2 separate regions of the Sus scrofa genome follow, and region 2 is linked to region 1. A link is a contact called in public Hi-C data. All regions are on one chromosome and are shown on one strand. The core of a region is the stretch at or near the end of the contact, and the rest is flanking DNA. Distances in the headings are between cores, read along the strand shown. Region 1 has its middle 180 kb from the start of KCNJ16. Region 2 has its middle 180 kb from the start of MAP2K6.

The links. A called contact is a pair of places that touch in the nucleus more often than the background predicts.
Region 2: a contact with region 1 is called in a Hi-C map of embryonic fibroblasts, with 2.3 times the contacts expected there. The contact joins two enhancer-like sites. A contact is called at or near these places in 3 of 47 Hi-C or Micro-C datasets (embryonic fibroblasts, fibroblasts and heart right ventricle).

The regions. Positions count from the first base shown.
Region 1 is chr12:10,718,005-10,720,981 of Sscrofa11.1, forward strand. No RefSeq gene overlaps it. Among named protein-coding and RNA genes, the nearest start is that of KCNJ16, 180 kb to the left of the region's middle. Within about 2 kb of position 1,542, at least 7 of the 83 cell types and tissues checked have an H3K27ac peak or open chromatin away from gene starts, as enhancers often do. A contact at or near this core is called in embryonic fibroblasts, where this site is marked.
Region 2 is chr12:10,833,984-10,836,960 of Sscrofa11.1, forward strand. No RefSeq gene overlaps it. Among named protein-coding and RNA genes, the nearest start is that of MAP2K6, 180 kb to the right of the region's middle. Within about 2 kb of position 1,593, at least 5 of the 83 cell types and tissues checked have an H3K27ac peak or open chromatin away from gene starts, as enhancers often do. A contact at or near this core is called in embryonic fibroblasts, where this site is marked.

The sequences.
Region 1 (2,977 bases), core at 292-2,791:
AGTCCATCAATTTAAGAGACTGAGGACCTGCAGCTTGTAGCTCCATCCACATGGTTTGAAAGCCTCACGATGCTCAAGGATTTGAAGGGAAATTAACCCGCACCCAAAAATACCACTGTAAAAACATTGGCTACACCTGTGTTAATTCTATTATACTAAAATAAAATTAAAGCACCAAAGGAGAATGTTGGGGGAGCATGCCTGCATTCCTGGCCATTTTCTAATGATTTATGCAGCTGCTCAATGAATAAGACAAACACACTTGAGAAAGAAAATGTTACAAATTAAGCAAAAAAAGAAGTCTAGAGGTGGTGATAGAAGCATTTCTGAGATCCTGTTCACTTTTTTCAACTTGTTGTTGTTGTCGGACTTAGTTATAGCACCAGCTTACTCCACTTGATTAAGAGGGTAACATGTGAAGCCATCAGATGAAAATCAGCCTCACAGGGATGAACGAGAATATTCAAAATGATATCCTGATTTTTTTTAAAGCAAAACACATTGCAGAATACAAAATAAGTCTAAGAAAGTAATAGCCATTACTCCCACTCAGTCACTCAGCACTATTGAAACGGACAGTGAAATTTCACTGGGAAAAAATTGCAATCATTTTCTGTACTTGTTTCTGTTATTAGCTACCTAGGCAGTAGGTTATTAAACAAAGAATTGCAGAATTGCTGATAAGCTTCTTGGGCCAGGTCCTATGTGGGTAGCTGCTTTCGAGTTTAAATGTGTTATGCTTTCTGCTGAAGTTGGTAGAAAAAATTGAAGCTCCTCTCCAGGGTCCAAAAAAAAAAAAAAAAAGACTAGTAGAGAGGTGAACAACGAAGAAAAATACGTTTGAACTCCATGAGACTTGGACTCAGGTTACTAACACCACCGATTCCTAATTGGATGACCTTGGCTCTCTTGCCTCTCACTTTCTCCACTACCAAATGGGACGTAATGTCACCAACATCACAGGACAGCTATCCATGCGGTAATAACCATGAGTTCCCTCGAACTGGACCCCTCAGAGAATCACAAGAAATGGTATAACCATCTCCCACTTGTTATTTTTGTAGCATGCATGGGTATGATGCAGCCACCGTGGAATGAGAGTGAAGAAAGTATTTGAGCTAGATTGTATATAGTACTGTGTCATTCTGTAAAGAAGGAGAGAGTTGAAAGTGGTTAAAAGCAATAGTCTGGAACTAAAAATGGAAAGATTGGGCAAGATATTAAAAACAAACCAACCACAACAACCTCCCAAGTCGTAACAAGAATTGGGCAACAGAAGGGTGGCCTGAGTCACCGTCAAGGAAAGGATTCAACGGATAGGTTAGAAAGTGGATGAAACCACACTGGAATGACTACAGATGAAGACAGCTTGAGGTTGATGATATGAAATGGTTTTTCCAATCTCAATCTAGTTTATTTTTATCTTCCTCATGAAATGTAAAATAATTCACATGACAATTTGATTGAGACCTTATGGGTACCGTTTCCATTGTGCAAGACAGGAATATTTAGGGCAGAAGACTTTTGCCAAATGGTAACAGAAGATGGCCAGCGTGAGCCAGAGTCCAGTAGAGGGTTGAGCAAGAGTGGAGTGAATTGGGGTAGAGGAGGCCGCCCGTGTGGACGATCCAAATCAATGTTTTATTGTCATCATTAGAATCTCCTCTTGTTTGTGTCACTCACATGCTTAATGAGGGAGGAAGTCATAAAAGCCTGAGTCAGGACCTTTGACCAATGCCCACAGTCTGTAATGTGAAGCTGCCATTCAGGGAGTGTCTGCACACGTCTAAACAAAACCCTAAGCAGTTCTGAGAGGCTCTAAAAGCTTCAGTTTCTATAGCAGTGCCTGAAATCTACAGGAAATTACAAAGTTTATATCTTTGGCTCACAAGTCACTAGTTGTGTGTCCTTCAGAGTTTACTACGTGGTATCTCCAGTAATCTAAATGAGATCTTAAAAATCTCTAAAAACTCTAAAGGCCAGTGTAGCCCTAGTTTTAGACAATCTGTTCCTAATTTTGCTTTGCCTTTGGAGGACTATTAAGAATTTTATAAAAGGACTGCCATTTCCATGCTGGCTGGCTCAGGCAGTTTAAGTTTCAAATGTATGGTAGAGAGTGAGAATAATTAGAGTTATGAAAAAATCAGTCCCTCCCATCAATTCCCAGGTACAGGCTGTACCACTGTCGGGCAATTTCAAAATCTCATTTGTGCATCTGTGTTTGTTTAATGTTTGAGTGTGTTTGGATGTGCTTTTACAAATGGCTATCTATAAATCTCCATCCATTAGGTAGACTGGGACTTTCATAAGGGAATCCAAAGAACTAATGAAAAGAACATTCTGGTAACAATTCTCTGTTTATAGAGAGGATTTTTTTTCCCCCAAAGAGCTCAAAGTTCTTTTCATTAAAATATTAGCGCATGTCTATGAGGTAGGTAGTAGGTTGGAATCAGTAGCTGTATATTTTACAGATGAGCAGCTAAGACTCCAGCCAGCATGACAGTCCTTAGGGGACAGAATCAGAAACCACCAAGCCAACTCAGCTGATGTGCTCTCTATACCATCACTGAGAAGTGCACATGCCAAATAAAATCTGGTTTTAGATCAACTGGAGAGGAATGAATGTTCAGTAAACCTGTAAAATATATTTGCAATGTTTTTCTATAAAGTGCCCTCTCCAGATATATAGCTCCTCAATGATATTTTAATAATAACATCAAGGAGTCAACATTTTCCTCTCAAAAGCAGAGAGATATCTTTGTATGTAGTAGGGAGCTAAGACCTGGGGAATAAATCACAAACATGTGGGAACACCAACAAAATCCTCAAATTTGCCTTCTTGAGGAAGATGGTTGGTTAGTAAGACACATTTTATAAAATACATGTGGTCATTCTCACCATAGGTATATAAATGCATGTGTGTACATATCCTTAAATATAAGAAAAAAAATGACTTCAAGTAGGAAAGACTTTTGTT
Region 2 (2,977 bases), core at 343-2,842, 120 kb after region 1:
ACAAAAAACAAAAACAAAAAGGAACTTAGCTAAGAAGCACTTAGTAGATGCCAGGTTCTGTACCGGGTGCCAGAAATACAGTAATAAACAAGAAGAATGAGCTAGCTGTCCACCGTTTTTGAGCCTATTTTCTCCTCTGAGTTTACTGCGACCCTTTCTATCTAGATAAGGCTGAAGTCCATTTCCACAGCAGGAGCAAAGCTGAAATTCTCAACCCCTTTCCTTTTGCACGAAGTCCTCCGTCCCTAACACGCTAGGAACGCTTATTTCTCCCTACCATGGGTTAAAACAAGAGTTTACGAATAGATGCATGAGTTCAGTGGGGGAGAGGTGATGATGAAAGACAGGTCAAGGGAAATTGTGTACTTTTTCAGGCAAAGAAATTCTCTTCAATGGGCTCCCTTTTGCGGAGGGGGGCGTGGGTGGGGGGGGGCCCTGAGCAGAAGTAGAAATATTAACCTGAGCCAAAGCTACTTGCTTTGGTATAAAGATTCCAGCAGCTCTGAGACCAATGAAAAAAAAATTAAAGCTTATGACCCCTCTGCCAGCCTGTAGGCCTGTTTCCACTCAGGGATTAATTAGGATAAGCATTTTACCAGACAATATGTCCCGGGAAAAAAAAAAAAAGAAAAGAAAAAGAAAAAGTAAGAAAGAAAAATCAACAGCACACTCCGATTTTTCTTGTGCAAAAAAAAACCTTCCCAATTACAAAAGTATGGACACTATGCCCTGTATCTTTCCTGACAGTTGGAAATATTAACAAAAAAGCATATTCTTGATGACTGTGTCATTTTACCATGGCTGTGTTATTGCCAAGAAATGGAACTTTTTAAATGTACATCTAAATGTGATTTGATATTTCTACCTATAAAACACTTTGTAGACATATTCACAAGACAGAAAATGTTACCGGATTTATAAGATTAAAATCTCCTGTGCTAAGTGTCTCTGTAGAAGATGATGCGGCCAGCTGATGTGACTAGAAAATGAGAAAAGAATCTCCTTTTGGTAAACCTGCCTCCCTGACATGGCCCGTTTTTTTTGTTCTCTTCCATTCCACCGGGCTCCGAAGGCTCCTTCGACATTGCTGAGTTCTCAGCTATAATTTTGGTCTTTCCACCAAAGCAGTTTTATTTCCTGACAGGCACTACAGCTTGTGAAAGCCAGTGCTATTGGGAATATTCCACATGCACAGGTTATGTGGCTGGTGGAAAATAGGCATTAATGGAAAAGGGACCCAAACCAAGTTCTCTTCCGATGACTATTTCAGATCTCCTGGGTTTCCTGTGCAACTCCTGGTCAGTGCTGATGGCAAAACCAAAAGCACCAAACAGAGTATCAGAATCGCAAAGGACCAGGAGGAGTCTATTTAGAAAGTAAATAAATACACGTTGTGCTTTCAGTGCCTTCTTTCTAAGTCAGAAGGGACGGTTAACGTGCAGGAGTGGTAACATTGCATAGGGAAAGAGCAAGGCTGGGCCATTTCTCTATTTCTCATTTGTTTCAAATCAGGCTCCCCACATCTCATACCAGACTCCTTGGAAAGGTTTCACAGCTGGGTCCCTAGGACACAGGGCATGTTCTGACATGTAGAAAAGCATCTCTTGCAGCCTGTGGCAGCCAGCGCCACCTAGCTTCAACATCTCCTCAACTCAACAAATTCAGCTCCTTTGATAAATGAGTCTTCCAGGAGGCCTGGATCTAAGTCTCACAGATTTCGAATGATGGAAACTGGGACAGAAGTTGGAGCAGCCAAACTGCTCCCAAGAGCTGTCAGGTGGAAAAACCTGTCTCTAAGTCTGTGGAACTTGAAGTAGGATTTACACGGCTTCTCAAGGCATTGACTGGTCCGAGCCTACCTGTCTTTCATTGGACAAATCTTTGTGTGCCAAGCTGTTAGCAAACATGCACAGAGACCTAGCTCCTGAATTCTAGTTATTATGCCCTGAATTAGGGAGCATCTCTAAGAAGAGAGTCTTCGCTAAGCTCACCTCCAGGGAATGCTTTCTTCGATCTAGTGGAAAACTGATTTTTAAATGTCAGAAAGTCTAGGGAAATGGCACAAGGCACTCCGCCCTATTTCAGAGTGTACTTAACCTTTCTGATGTCAACTCGGCCAGGAGGCTGTGATTCCCCTCTTCTTGCACGATAACAAAGACCTTCTGCCTTCGTAATGGCAAAGTAGCGAGATATGAGAAACAGAGGGACACAGAATGAAGGACCAGGCTGGGTCTGGACTGTTGAAACCAACTGTTCGGGAATCATGACTGGATCTGCCTTTGAATCCATGGATATTTTGAACATGTAAATGAAATCAGCACAGAGAGAAACAGAGCAAGCGGGCAAAGAAGCTACTTGGATTTTCTGGAAAGCGCTTTTTTTCATTTTGTTTAGGAGGCCAGGATAATATGATTACCAATCATTAGTTCAATGAGGGGATTCTTCAGACAGTATTGATGATGATAATGAAGAAGAAGGTGAAAATTATGAAGATGATTATGGCGATGATAACAATAAAGAAATTGGAAGGTTTTCAACGCTTCCTGTAAGACCTTAATAAAACAGACGCCCTGCTGCCTCTGTAGACATAGACCTTTAAAGAAACACCTAGAATTGCCACAGTTCCCAGTGGTTAGCAATTGAAGAAGACTGAAAGAGCTCATATAAGCTTTAAAGCTCTCTTGCTTCCAATGAGAAAGCAGCTTAAACCCATGCAAATTCACGCATGTAACCTTGGCAGGTAAAACTCCATCATTCTGTGGACTGAGGGAGAACTCCCCCTCCAAAAGCTTTGATTAAAAATAGAAACTCGAGTTACAAAGAAAAGACAACTGGGGTCTAGCAACAAGTTCAAGTTCTAGGCAGTCATTCCGTGCTGATAAGAGAAGTAAGGATAAAGGCCAAATGCAAACCCCATGGAATTTCTTTGAATTGAGTTTGTCATCCTTGGAATACACATGATAACGGACACAAAGAT